Regions from separate parts of the Pan troglodytes genome. Here region 1 is linked to region 2. Evidence: chromatin contacts called from public Hi-C data. All regions are on one chromosome and are shown on one strand. Each heading gives the region's core, a stretch centred on a gene start, on an enhancer-like site or on the middle of the called end of the contact. The rest is flanking DNA. Distances are from core to core; before and after follow the strand shown.

Evidence for each region. A called contact is a pair of places that touch in the nucleus more often than the background predicts.
Region 1: a contact with region 2 is called in a Hi-C map of stem cell-derived neural progenitor cells, with 1.8 times the contacts expected there. The contact joins the promoter of WDR31 here to the promoter of POLE3 in region 2. A contact is called at or near these places in 1 of 7 Hi-C or Micro-C datasets (stem cell-derived neural progenitor cells) and 1 of 1 datasets of contacts at active chromatin or transcription factors (stem cell-derived excitatory neurons).

The regions. Positions count from the first base shown.
Region 1 is chr11:25,097,822-25,105,282 of NHGRI_mPanTro3-v2.0_pri, forward strand. It overlaps WDR31 (WD repeat domain 31), which reads left to right and starts at 4,246. Exons shown (of 10, transcript XM_063787590.1): 1 at 4,246-4,382.
Region 2 is chr11:25,029,845-25,036,986 of NHGRI_mPanTro3-v2.0_pri, forward strand. It overlaps POLE3 (DNA polymerase epsilon 3, accessory subunit), which reads left to right and starts at 1,894. Exons shown (of 4, transcript NM_001246516.1): 1 at 1,894-2,014; 2 at 2,102-2,187; 3 at 2,514-2,632; 4 at 3,257-4,997. The coding sequence starts at 1,949. The coding sequence ends at 3,429. C9H9orf43 (chromosome 9 C9orf43 homolog) reads right to left here and starts at 1,584. Exons shown (of 14, transcript XM_054658978.1): 1 at 1,243-1,584.

The DNA.
Region 1 (7,461 bases), core at 2,996-5,495, 70 kb after region 2:
TGTAGTCCCAGCTCGGGAGGCTGAGGCAGGAGAATGGCGTCAACCCAGGAGGCGGAGCTTGCAGTGAGACGAGATTGCACCACTGCACTCCAGCCTGGGCGATAGAGCGAGACTCCGTCTCAAAAAAAATAAAAAATAAAAATAAAACAAAAAAACCTTCTGTAGAGACCTGAGTCTTTTTATGTTGCCCAGACCAGTCTCAAATTCCTGGCCTCAAGTGATCCTCCCACCTTAACCTCCCAAATTGTTGAGATTACAGGTGTGAGCCACCAGGCCTGGCCTAAACTTTTTTATTTTAATGAACATTTTGGAAAGTCTTTTGGAAAGGACTATTCTTCCCTAGCCTTTACTTTCCCTCAAGCCTGCTCCTCGGTGTCAGGCCCAGCATTTTCTGCCTGCCTGGTGGGGCCCTGGCCTGGCCCAGCCCAGCCCCCTTCTGCCTGGGCCTGTGTCCATTCCTCCTTCCTTCTCAGACACTGATCCAATATCTCTGGTGCCAGGGCTGGAAGTCATCTGACTGGGGTTTGCATGGTTTCCAGGAATAGCAATAAGACTACCAACACTGTGGCTTCTTTTCCTCCTGGGGTGTTTTCACAGTACAGCCAGCTTTAACCGTCACTTTTAAGAGGGATTTGGCAGCCTGCCATGCAGACAAATTCAGATCACATGGGTCCTCTATGATGAAGTCCAAGCCTCCCAATGACAGAGTGCTCTCTGCTCAGGCCAGACTAAACTAGATGAGAACAGCTCTCTTCTCCAGAGGGCTCTTCAGACCAGCCCACGTCATAGGAGGGGTGTTATCAGTCTGGGCAAGTCCAGGAGAGAACAACCAACTCAGGCCATAAAGAGCCAAAAACTAGGATTATATTTAAATAAGGCAGAGCCACAGGCTGCTGTGGTTTGAACATGTCCCCCAAAGTTCATGTGCTGGAAACTGAATTCCCCTTGTAACAGTGTTGAGAGATGGGACCTTTAAGAGGTGATTAGATCATGAGGGCTCTGATCTCGTACACGGATTAATGATGTTATTGTGGGAGTGGGTTCGTGATAGAAGGATAGGTTTGTCCCCTTCCCTCACTACTCCTGCATTCTCACCATGTGATGTCTTCCACCATGTCATAATGCAGCAAGAAGGCTCTCACCAGATGCAGCCTCTCGATCTTGGACTTCCCAGTCTCCAGAACCATGAGCCAAATACATTTCTGTTCATAATAAATTACCCAGTCTGTAGTATTCTGTTACAGCAGCACAAAATGGACTAAGACAAAGGCACTGGTAGTGTAAAGTTGAGGGGATGTGAAGTGAGGAGCCAGGAGAGGTCGATATGAAATTATGTTGCTTATACCCATAGCCTTCTATCATGTCCTAACGGTCTGTCATGACTGTCTTTCCCTTGTAATCTTTGTTCAAAAATATTCAATGGCCATCTACTCTGTGCTAGCCCTACACTGTTCAATACCATAGCCACTAGGCCCATGTGGCTATTTAAATTTAAATTAATTAAAATAAATAACATGTAAAATTCAGTTCTTCAGTTGCACTAGCTACATTTCAAGTGCTCAATAGCTAGTAGGGCTAGTGGCTGACGTATTAGACAATGCAGGTATAGAACATTTCCATAATTGTTGAAAGTTCTGTTGCAGTGCTGTGCCAGACCCTGGGTTAGACACCAACAATACAAGTGTAAATGAGACTCAGTCACTGCCTCTGTTGCTTGCAGTTGAGTGAGAGAGAGAAGTAAATGAAAAGTTATACTATGTGGTGTATAGTGTGGGGGCTTTGGAAGCACAGAAGAAGAATAGTTAACCCAGCCTGGAGAAGGGGAGGAATGGTTAGGGAAGACTTGGGGGCAGAAAGGGAGATGGCCTCTAAGCTGAGGATAAAGTCATATGCTGCATAATAACATTTTGATCAATGATGGACTGCATGTACCTGGTGGTCCCATAAGATTATAACACTGAGGCGGGCGCAGTGGCTCACACCTGTAATCCCAGCACTTTGGGAGGCTGAGGCGGGCGGATCATGAGGTCAGGAGTTCAAGACCAGCCTGACCAACATGGTGAAACCCCGTCTCTACTAAAAATACAAGAATCAGCCGGGACGTGGGGGCACGCACCTGTAATCCCAGCTACTTAGGAGGCTGAGGCAGGAGAATCACTTGAACCAAGGAGGCGGAGGTTGCAGTGAGCCGAGATCGCCCCACTGCACTCCAGCATGGGCAACAGTCACTCACATGGCTGGCATTTGGTGCTAGCTATTGGATGGGCCATGTCTCTGAAACAGACTAGCCTGGTCCTCTTCCCATGCTGGCAGTGTGCCAAGAGGATGGGAGCAGAAACTGCAAGGCCTTTTGAAGCTTAAACTCAGAAGTCCCACGATGTCACTCCTGCTGCATTCTATTGGTCAAAACAAGTTACAAAGCCAGCCTTGATGGGAAGAGCTACAAAGAAGTTGTGGTCATTTTTAATCTATCACACCCTGATGTTGGCCTGAATCCAGGTGGTAGGTAGAGAGAAGATTTTTATTTTTATAATGTTTGGGAGGCAGAATTGAGAAGTCTCAGGGATTGTTCTTGAACGAGGAAGCAAGGGTAAAGTTACAAATGACTCCTAGAACCTTGGCTTGGGTGATTGGTGAATGGTAGTGCCCAGCACTTACAGGGAAAAGATGGGGAACAGGTTTGAGGGGAAGATGATGTTTCCAGTATGAGTCATGTCAAGAATGAGGTGTCTTTTAAACTGCCAGTTGCAGATGAGCGGGTGGCAGGTGGATATACAGGTCCAGCTCAGGGAGAGGCCTGGCTACAGGTACCAGTTTGGGAGTCTTTCGTGCCTGAAGCCTAAAGCCTCTCTCTCAGAGGGAAAAACATCCCCAGAGCAGGAACATCTTGGGTGCAGAGATCTAGTAACTCACCTCTGTAGCTGCACTGAGCCTAGCCCAGTGTCCCAGGACAAAGCTGTAAGTCTATCCTGGTTGTGGCTTGCCAGGCTGTTGTGGGGGAAAGGGATTAGTCTGTAAGGAGAGCCATTGGCTCTGAACGAAGATCAGAGTTTCAAGTGGCATACGGGTAGATACTTTCTCCTGCCAGAAGGAAATCTCCCAACAATAGGTCACTAGCTTAGAAAGTAATGAGTCCATCATTACAGAGCGAGCATCAACTAGGGCTACAGATACCTCATCAGGGATGCCATGGAGGGGATCCCTTCCCTGGATTGGAAAACAGACCCAATAGCCAGTATGTGGAGGCAAACTTCTCTCACCATTCCCACCCCCTCAAAGGCACGCAATTTTCAGAAACTCCACAAATCTTCGTTGAACGCTGTTTTGCCAGATCAACACTGCAGAGGCACCTACTAGGGTTCAAAATAAATGTTGGGGCCGGGCGCGGAGGCTCATGCCTGTAATCCCAGCACTTTTGGAGGCTGTGGCAGGTGGATCACCTGAGGTCAGGAGTTCGAGACCAGCCTGGCCAACATGATGAAACCCCATCTCTACTAAAAATACAAGAATTAGCCAGGCATGGAGGCGCGCACTTGTAGTCCCAGCTGCTTGGGAGGCTGAGGCAGGAGAATCGCTTGAACCTGGGAGGCAGAGGTTGCAGTGAGCCGAGATCGCGCGACTGCACTTCAGCCTGGACGACAGAGCAAGACTCCGTCTTAAAAATAAATAAATAAATGTTGGCTAGGATCCCTGCCATTCATTCATTCAACAAACATTCAACAAGCCCCTACTATATACCAAGCCCCATACTGTGCACCAGGAATACGGAGATGAATAGACTCTAGTCTGGTAGCAATGCGACCGCAGCTGTAAAAACTGTGTTTCTACAACTGTCTTCCCATTTGGATCTCAAGAAGGTACTGAGGGGTCTCTTCTTGCTATGGTACTAGGCTGTAATGGTTCAATGAAAAAAAAAAACCGAAAGGAATAGAGGAGTGGGGAGCTGGGGGAGTGTCCAAAGGAGGAATTTCTAGTCGAAATCAGGGAAACTCCAAAGAAATACGGCAACACGTATATCTGAGCGACCAATAATTTAAAAGATGACCTTTATTAAGTGCTTTCTCCATAGCTATTACAAAGGTACCCGTTTTCCTTGGATTGTCTAGATTCTTCTGGCAGCGGAGTCCTGGGCACAAGCGTCCTCTCCTCTGGACCTGATCACGAAGAGAGTAGCGCCGGGCGCTCAGTTCCCGTCCCAGCTTTAGGCGAACGGAACTGCGGTTCGGCGGCCTGCGAGGGTGCCCGGAGGCTTTTCTCCAGCACTCCCGCCCTAGCAACGTGCGCCTGCTGCTAGGGGCGGAGGCGCGGGAGGGCTCGGAGGCTGCTCACACCCCCAGGCTCCGCGTTCCCGCCGGCCCCAGCTCCAGCCCCGCAGCCCACCGGTGGGTACTGAGCCTGAGGTGGGAGAAAGGGGCGTAGCGGCAGACTAGGAGCGGGCAACCCTCGCCCTTTGGTCGAAGCGGAGAGCGGTTATGAGGGCCAACCTTGGGCTGGGTGGCGCTAGGTTCCCATCTTCGGGGACTCTTCTCCCCGCTTTCCACATACACATAAAAAATAAGCTTTAGGCCGGGCGCGGTGGCTCACGCCTGGAATCCTAGCACTGTGGGAGGCCGAGGCGGGTGGATTGCCTGAGCTCAGGAGTTCGAGACCATCCTGGGCAACACAGTGAAACCCTGTCTCTACTAAAATACAAAAAATTAGCCGGGAGTGGTGCCGTGCGCCTGTAGTCCCAGCTACTTGGGAAGCTGAAGCAGGAGAACTGCTAGAACCCGGTAGGCGGAGGTTGCAGTGAGCCGAGATCGCGCCACTGCACTCCAGCCTGGGTGACAGAGCGAGACTCGAGACTCCGTCTCTTGAAAACAAAAACAAAAACAAATTAAGCTTTAGTTGTTCATATAATGGGCAGGGAGAGGAGCATTTGCCATCTGAAGCGACAGAAAGGAAAAACTGCACACAAGTCGTCCCCAAAATTTGAGGCAACCGTGAGAGTGGTGGCCTAGAACTGGCTCCCTGTGTGACTCTAGGCAAGACCCTCTTATTCCCTGGGCCTCGGTTTCCCCTATCTGTACCATTAGAGGGTCGAACCAGACCAGCTTCCAGGTGTTTCTACTCATACTTTTCTTTCTTTGAGCATTGTTTTGGCGACTAAAGATGCCTTGGTCTCCCAGAGTGTAAGACAGAAGTGTGCAGAGGGAGATTTGGGGAGACGGAGGGAGATAAGATATCAGCATTTGCATTAACGGGACCAGGGAAATAAGGTCCAGTCCACCCGGCTCTGCCCCTGTGACCTTCAGCAAGTCACAGCCCTCTGAGTCCCAGTTTGTTCATGGAATAGAACAGTTGGATAGGTACTGGTGTATATCAAGGAATATTGCACTGGAGAGTTAAAAGAGAATTCTCTGCTTTCTGTTTAGGGTGGTTTAGAGTGACTACTGGATATCCCAAGGCCTTTGGAAAGCAGATTGGAATAGAAAGAAGTGATGGGATTCAGACTGAGACCTGGTTCCAACTGGAACCAACAGGGACATCCAGAGCCATAACTGAATCTGTAGATTTTCCCATGTCCTCTCCAGCCTTTCTGGGTCTGGAGCCTGGGATGAAACAGGGTGACTGCTCTCTAAGGGATATGTTCTTGGGCAGGTTAAAAGGGCGCTTATGTTGTTGGGTCCCTAAAAAGTGTACCACTGGGCCGGGCACGGTGGCTCACACCTGTAATCCCAGCATTTTGGGAGGCCAAGCCGGGCGGATCAACTGAGATCGGGAGTTTGAGACCAGCCTGACTAATATGGAGAAATCCTGTCTCTACTAAAAACACAAAATTAGCTGGGCGTGGTGGCAGGCGCCTGTAATCCCAGCTACTCAGGAAGCTGAGGCTGGAGAATTGCTTGAACCTGGGAGGTGGAGGTTGTGGTGAGCTGAGATGGTGCCATTGCACTCCAGCCTGGGCAACAAGAGAGAAACTCCATCTCAGAAAAAAAAAAAAAAAAACAAAAAAAATAGCGTACCACCAAGCCGACTCTTCATCTTAGTATTCCATTCACTCATTCAACAGGTATTTATTTGCCTTGCATTCATTCTCCTAGGCTAAGGTCAAATCATAGATACAAAAATGAACCAGAAATTATACCTCCTCTCAAGTATATTACATGTTCCTAATAAAAATAGTGGAAGATAACTTAGTAGTACTTTTATTTCTTAGTCTACTCATGATAAATTACAACAACGTAGATATAACCCAAATTCATATACTTTGTTCTTGAGACTTTTTAATTGCCTTGCTGTGTAACATAATGAATTCTTGGCTTTATTGGGTCCAATCACTCTGATCAGAGGCCATAATTTGCTTCAGCTTTAATATCCTCTAGATTCATATATCCGTTTGTATGTGTTCTCTGTGTATATTTGTGCATTAATATTTGTGCATTATGAACAGTATTAACAAGGGTGAAAATGCTGCTTCCAGGATGATCACTGTTAATCTTGCAATCATGCTAGTAACCATAATTTATTGTTAACAACTTGCCAGATTGAACCAAAAGCTTTATATGCACCAGCTTTTGTAGAGATGCAGTATAATATGCTGGTCAAGAACAGGGCCTCTGGAGTTGGACTGCCTGGATTCAAGTTTCAGCTCTGCCACTTATTTGCAGTATAAACTTGAGCAAACTATTTGATATCTCTGTGCCTCACTTTTCACATCTGCAAAATGGCCATACAGGTTGAGTATCCCTTATCTGAAATGTTTGGGACCAGAAGTGTTTCAAATTTCAGATTTTAGAATATTTGCATTATATACTTAAGGGTTGAGCATCCCTAATGGAAAACCTGAAATCCAAAATGCTCCAATGTGGCTGGGCACGGTGGCTCATGCCTGTAATCCTAGCACTTTGGGAAGCCTAGGTGGACAGATCACTTGAAGTCAGGAGTTTGAGACCAGCCTGGCCAACATGGTGAAACCCCGTCTCTACTAAAAATACAAAACTTAGCTGGGCATGGTGGCACACACCTGTAATCGCAGCTACTCAGGAGGCTGAGGCAGGAGAATTGCTTGAACCTGGGAGGTGGAGGTTGCAGTGAGCCCAGGTTGCGCCACTGCACTCCACTCTGGGCAATATAGTAAGATTCTGTCTAAAAAAAAAAAAAAAAAAAATCCAAAATGCTCCAATGAATATTTCCTTCGAATGTCATGTCAGTGCTCAAAAAGTTTTAGATTTTGGATCATTTTGGATTTTGGATTTTTGGATTAGATGCTCAACCTGTAGTAACAGTATCTCAGAGGCTTGTGGAATAGATAAAATGAGTTAATAAATATAAAACATAGAGCAGTTCCTGGTACCTTTTAAGTGCTATTTTTAATCTTCACAGAAGTCAATGATAGAGTTATTATCCTATTTTACACATAGGAAAGTGAGACTTAGAGAGGTTCAGCAACTTGCCCAAGGCCACAGTTGAGCTATAATT
Region 2 (7,142 bases), core at 644-3,143:
CAGCTGAAGAGCAACTGACTAGCGCTGAGCAGCCCTGACGGTTTCAGCCAGGTCTGTTCTATCCAAGCGGAGTTCCCCCACCAGACCTTATGGTCTCTAATTGAAACACTTTCAGTTGCCATTTATCATAGCATTTGCTCTTTTGTTTTAAAATATTTCTCTATAATCAGGCTTCTATCGAAAGCGGGAAAACTACAGGGCGACTTGGGACTGCATGCTTGACGGGAAAAAAAAGCAGCATTAATTCTCAGTGGGAGGCTGGACGCGGTGGCTCATGCCTGTAATCTCAGCACTTTGCAAGGCCGAGGGAGAATCACTTGAGCCCTGGAGTTCGAGACCAGCCTGGGCAACATGGTGAAACCCTGTCTCTACGAAAAATACAAAAAATTAGCTGGGTGTGATGGAACGCACCTGTAGCCCCAGCTATTTGGGGCTGAGGTGGGAGGACCACCTGAGCCAGGGAGGTCGAGGCTACAGTGAGCCGAGACCGTGCCGCTGCACTCCAGCCTGGGGGACGGAGTGAGACCCTGTCAAGAAATTTTAAAAATTAAAAAAATAAATAAAATCAGTGGGAGTGAGAATTTCTACGAACTTAATATAAAAATAACTTAAAAACAACTTAAAACGCCATTGCGCCGGGCGCGGTGACTCGCGCCTGTAATCCCTGCACTTTGGGAGGCCGAGGCGGGCGGATCACGAGGTCAGGAGATCGAGACCATCTTGGCTAACACGGTGAAACCCTGTCTCCACTAAAAATAGAAAAAAATTAGCCGGGCATGGTGGCGGGCGTCTGTAGTCCCAGCTACTCGGGAGGCTGAGGTAGGAGAATGGCGTGAACCCAGGAGGCGGAGCTTGCAGTGAGCCGAAATCGGCGCCACTGCACTCCAACCTGGGCGACAGAGTGAGACTGTCTCAAAAAAAAAAAAAAAAAAACCCAAAAAAAAACGCCATTGCAAAACCTTGAGAATGGTTTTAACTGGAAAAGATGTATGATGAACAATTTAACTGAAAAATAAATACAATTTTAACACGGTTTGTTTTTGAAAGCGAATGTGACGTTGCATTCTTCATACAATGAAAAGGCTGCTTCTCGCCCTTTCGTTACCTGCCCAGTCCGAATTGACTCCTGAGACCTAATCAGGCGCATCTCTATATGGCCAGCATTATCCCTGGGCTGCCTAAATAGTTCGCGTTAAAAACAAACAACAACAATAAAATCTAAATAACACTCAGTCTTAGTACCATTATTACAAAAGCGTGAGGAGCGAAAAGATTAAAGATGAACATCAACTTCGGTAGAGATGGAAAAAGACTGCCCGCTCCATTCCAGGAAAGAAAAAAGAAAATGGGAGAATCTGATCACGACGGGCTGAGGTCCTGTGAGAGCAAAGCAGATTCCAAACCGCTTAGGGTTGCTAAATCAAGTGGTAAAACGTGGCCCCTTGCTGCGCGGTGAGATTAACGGACCCGGCAGGCCCAGAGCCTGCCTCGGGTCCTAAAGGGACCCGCCCCGCCGAGTCAGCCACGCCTTCGTCTCCCACACGCTGCGCCCGGCCGCGCCGTCACCCAGCAGCGGCGCAGGGCACCATGGGAAACGGACGGAAGCTCCATTGAGCCAAATAAGTTGGTGAGAAGGTTCCCGACGCGGCGATGGCGAGAAGCAGAGAAATGGACCTGGGGAGGGGCGTGCGGGGTGCGGTAGGGTTGGATGGAAGCCTTGGCGGGCCAAAACCACTGCGGCTTCAAAATCCGGATGCGCCGGTATTTGAGGCGGAGGCGGGGCACCAAGGAGAAGGGAGGCTATGGCGCTCAGAGCACTGTGGGACACTGTAGGCCACGTGGGGCGGGACGGAAGCCTCGGAGGGTCAGACCGTAGCGACGCGGGAAGTCCGGACGCAGTAGCTCCCTGAAGCGGAGGCGAAGGGGAGTTTAAGCCCCAGCGGCGGCAATGGCGGAGAGGCCCGAGGACCTAAACCTGCCCAATGCCGTGATCACCAGGATCATCAAGGAGGCGGTGAGCAGCTCGGGGGGGGCGGACGAACGGGCAGGAGGGAAGCAGGTGCTGGAACGGCAGCTTTGCTCACCCCCGGTCTCCTCGCAGCTCCCGGACGGTGTCAACATCTCCAAGGAGGCCCGGAGCGCCATCTCCCGCGCCGCCAGCGTCTTCGTGCTGTACGCCACATCCTGGTGAGCGGGACAGAGGCATAAGGGAGGCGCGGGGATACTTGGCTGGGAGTTGCTGGCCGGGAGCCTACAAACCCCAACGATTGTGCCCTCCCTCGGTGGGGACATGTTCACAGTCCTCTGCCAGTTTTTACAAGTTCTGAAGCAAAATAACACAACAAAATCACTTTGCTTTAGCTTTTTCGTGCAGAGAAGGAAAGGACTTATCCCTGTCACACCAAAATCCATACATGTAAGAGGCAGGCTTTCCCGTTCCACCTCTGGGTGCTCCTTTTCCCACTCACGCCTTACAAACAAGAGGGAGTCTGACAGCCTTTCTCTTCTCTCAGTGCTAACAACTTTGCAATGAAAGGAAAGCGGAAGACGCTGAATGCCAGTGATGTGCTCTCAGCCATGGAAGAGATGGAGTTCCAGCGGTTCGTTACCCCATTGAAAGAAGCTCTGGAAGGTAACGAGCCTCTTGTCTTCTAAACCACATAGAAGATGGTCATCCTGTATGACCTGTTCACCAGGCCCTGAGCCTTTCTCAGCGCGGGTCCCTTTAAGTCCAGTAAGCCAGCACTTGATGTGACTCGACCCAGTTCGGTGGGCACCACCTCAGATCTGTTTTGTGATGCTGAGCAAGTTATTTTTCCTTCTCTGCCTCCGTTTTTGTTTTTGTCTTGCTTTTCTTGTTTTTTTTTTTTTTTTTTTTTTTTGAGACGGAGTCTTGCTCTGTCACCCAAGCTGGAGTGCAGTGGTGGGATCTTAGCTCACCGCAGTCTCCTCCTCCTGGGTTCAAGCAATTTTCCTGCCTCAGCCACCCGAGTAGCTGGGACTACAGGCGCACGCCACCACGTAGGGCTCATTTTTTATTTTTGTAGAGACGGGGTTTCACCATATTGGCCAGGCTGGTCTTGAACTCCTGACCTCAGGTGATCCGCCCGTCTCAGCCTCCCAAAGTGCTGGGATTACAGGCGTGAGCCACCGCGCCCATCTGCCTCCGTTTTTCCAATTGTACAATGTAATTAGCTCCTGCAGTCTGTCTGGCTCACTTTCAGCTGTCTCCTAACCCCTTGTTTCCTCCTTACAGCATATAGGCGGGAGCAGAAAGGCAAGAAGGAGGCCTCAGAGCAAAAGAAGAAGGACAAAGACAAAAAAACAGACTCGGAAGAGCAAGACAAGAGCAGGGATGAGGACAATGATGAAGACGAAGAAAGGCTGGAAGAAGAAGAACAGAATGAAGAGGAAGAAGTAGACAACTGAAAAGGGCGGGAGACTGTGTCATCTTGGAAGGTACCACTTGAAATGAGACGTGCTACGTGTTTCTGTGAAGCTTTTCCATGCTGGGCAGAGTAGTCTCAGGCAAAAGTGCCTGAAAAGATCAGAATAAAAACTGACTAGAAATACCATCAAAACCAGCACTTACCAAACTCAGAGCATCTGAGTAGCAGAATCCTGTTTTGCTTCATCAATCTGAAGGTTATGGCCTTTTGACAAGAGGGATTCTGAACGACTAAATTAGTCAGTTTGCTCGCTTTTGTTTACTTAAAATATATGGTTAGATGGTTTTTGATCTGCAGTCTTCCCTAGACCCCTAAATAAGTAATAATAACTTCCATGCTGCCTGCTGTGTTCCAGATCACAGAGGCAGCCAAGGCTCAGGAAAAACTGGGGCTTTGCTTATGGTCAGCCTATGTTTGATTGCACAGTCTTTGACAATAGTAGCTTACTAAGACTGCTCAGAATGAGTAAGCTTTAGGAAACTACTAAAATGCTGTGGGAGAATAACAAAATCTGTTCTCTCTCTTCACTTGACAGAAGCATTAACTGAATTTTGTTTTTCATAGACCCACTCGGCCCAAAACCTTTCTGTATTGCCTGTAGATGATCGGCCTGCTGGTGTGGTAGTAATCTGATCACAGATATTCTTAAATCAGCAGTGTGGAATGGTATTAGTCAAACATGGTGCCAGTGTCTTTTACAAAAACAGATGGCATAGTGTCAGATGTACCTTACTCTCTGCTACTGTACAGCTTTAGGATTTGTCATCACCTCCTGGAAGGTGTAAAACCCCAGGCTTCCTCTTCTTGTAGTCCATCTCCCAGACTTGTGACTATGGCTTTTCATTCTTCAATTCATGATGAGTGCCAAACTTGATTTTCTCTAGGCACAGCTTTCTCCCTCTGTGCCTCGTACTTCCTTTCTCTCTCCTGTGCTCCCCATCCCACTTTCTCATCTGCCTCCTTTTCTCACTTCTGTTAGTCTGTAAGCTTTGATAACCTGCTTAATACTCCAAAGTGTGAGTTCCTCTGATCTCTTGATTCCTTAGTTCTAATCTCACATTTTGTTTTTAAGAGATGGAATCTCTCACTCTGTGGCCCAGGCTGGAGTGCAGTGGCATGATCATAGCTCATTGCATCCTTGAAATCCTGGGCTCAGGTGATCCTCCCGCCTGAGCCTCCTGAGTATCTGGGACTACAGATGCGTGCCACCAAGCCTGGCTAATTTTGTCTCATGTCTTCTAAAAATTATTTTGTGAAGCCCCTTCACAAAAAACCTTAAGGGAAATCTGATGGTGCTCAGGAATCTAACTCTCCCCAAACCATCCTCTTTAACTGCTTCTAAAATATCTCTGTTGGCCTTTCTTAGCCTTTTTCTGTTTCCATTCAGTGCTCCAAGCGCTTTTTGTTTCTGAGTTGAGTGCTTGGGGTTTGACAGGTAGTGACGTGTAGTTTGACACTGTTAACTTGTTAAATACAGTGAAAAGTTTGTGAGTGAAGAATGCTGAGAAGATTGTAATGCTTTGTACAAATAAAAGTCTTGTTAAAAAATGATGCCTCCTCTTTCATGCTGCTTGTTCACAGTGTGTTTTTGGAGAGAGCCCCTGATGATACTCTCCATGCAGTTTTTGGCGTGTGGACTTGGCCAGACCTTTGTAAACATGAGATACTGCATCGCCTTGGATGACCAGCAGGTGCTGCTCATTCACAGGCAAGGGCTCTGAACTACTGCAAGAGCATTTGTTTTGTTTTGTTTTGTTTTTTTGAGACAGAGTCTCAATCTGTCGCCCAGGCTGGAGTGCAGTGGCATGATCTCGGCTCACTGCAACCTCCGCCTCCCAGGTTCAAGCAATTCTCCTGCCTCAGCCTCCCAGGTAGCTGGGATTACAGGCGCCCACCACCATGCCCAGCTAATTTTTATATTTTTAGTGGAGACAGGGTTTCACCATGTTGGCTAGGCTAGTCTGAAACTCCTGACCTCAGGTGATCCACCCACCTCAGCCTCCCAAAGTGCTGGGATTAGAGGCGTGAGCCAACACACCTGCTGAAAGAGCTTTTTTTTTTTTTTTTTTTTTTTTTGTAGACGGAGCCTCACTCTGTCTCCCAGGCTGGAGTGCAGTGGCATGATCACGGCTCACTGCAAGCTCTGCCTCCAGGGTTCACGCCATTCTCCTGCCTCAGCCTCCCTAGTAGCTGGGACTACAGGCACTCGCCACCATGCCTGGCTAATTTTGTTTTTGTATTTTTAGTAGAGATGGGGTTTCACTGTGTTAGCCAGGATGGTTTCGATCTCCTGACCTCATGATTCGCCTGCCTCAGCCTCCGAAAGTGCTGGGATTACAGGGGTGTGGCCGGTGCAAGAGCTTTTCATGGATGTACTGGGCACCCTTATACATACTAGATTCTCAGCAGCTTCATTTATTGAGCCCCCTACTGTGTCTGGCACTAACTGCTTTCAAGTATTAACCGTTTTTTATTTTTTTTTATTTATTTATTTATTTTTTGAGACAGAGTCTCACTCTGTCACCAGGCTGGAGTGCAGTGGCACAATCTCGGCTCTCTACAACCTCCACCTCCCTGGTTCAAGTGATTCTCCTGCCTCAGCCTCCCAAGTAGCTGGGTCTACAGCTGCGCACGCCACCACACCCAGCTAATTTTTGTATTTTTAGTAGAGATGGGGTTTCACTATGTTGACCAGGATGGTCTCAATCTCTTGATCTCGTGATACACCCGCCTCAGGCTCCCAAAGTGCTGGGATTACAGGTGTGAGCCACCACGCCCGGCCTTAATTTTTTTTTTTTTTTTAATTTGAGACAGGGTCTATCTGTGTTACCCAGGCCAGTCTCCAACTCCTGGGCTCAAGCAATCCTCCTGCCTTGGCCTCCCAAAATACTGGGATTACAGGCATAAGCCACCACACCGAGCCCTAAGTATTAACTCTTAAACCCTATGAAACAGCACTGCTGTTACCTTTTTTATCTCTTTACCACAATGCTATATCACCTATCTAATCTACATAGCTTTTTCTTTTTTATTTTGAGACAGAGCCTCGCTCTGTCACCCAGGCTGGAGTACAGTGGTGCGATCTTGTCTCACTGCAGCCTCTGCCTCCCCGGTTCAAGTAATTCTCCTGCCTCAGCCTCCCTAGTAGCTGGGATTACAGGTACTGGCCACCACATCCAGCTAATTTTTTGTATTTTTAGTAGAGATGGGGTTTCACCACATTGGCTGGGCTGGTCTTGGTCTCGAACTCCTGACCTCAGGTGATCCGCCTGCCTCGGCCTCCCAGAGTGCTAGGATTACAGGCGTTCCTTTTTTTTTTTTTTTTTTTTGAGAAGGACTTTTGCTCTGTCGCCCATGCTAGAGGGCAGTGGTGCCATCTCGGCTCACTACAACCTCCGCCTCCTGGGTTCAAGAGATTCTCCTGCCTCAGCCTCCTGAATAGCTGCGATTCTAGGCCTGTGCCACCACACCTGGCTGATTTTTGTATTTTTAGTACAAACAGGATTTCACCATGTTGGCCAGGCTGGTCACGAACTCCTGACCTCAAGTGATCCGCCCGGCTCGGACTCCCAAAGTGCTGGGATTATAGGTATGAGCCACCGTGCCCAGCCAAATCTACATAATCTACATAGCTTTTTCAAATCATAAATTTATAAATAACATTTCACAAAGATACAACCCCCAATACTCATT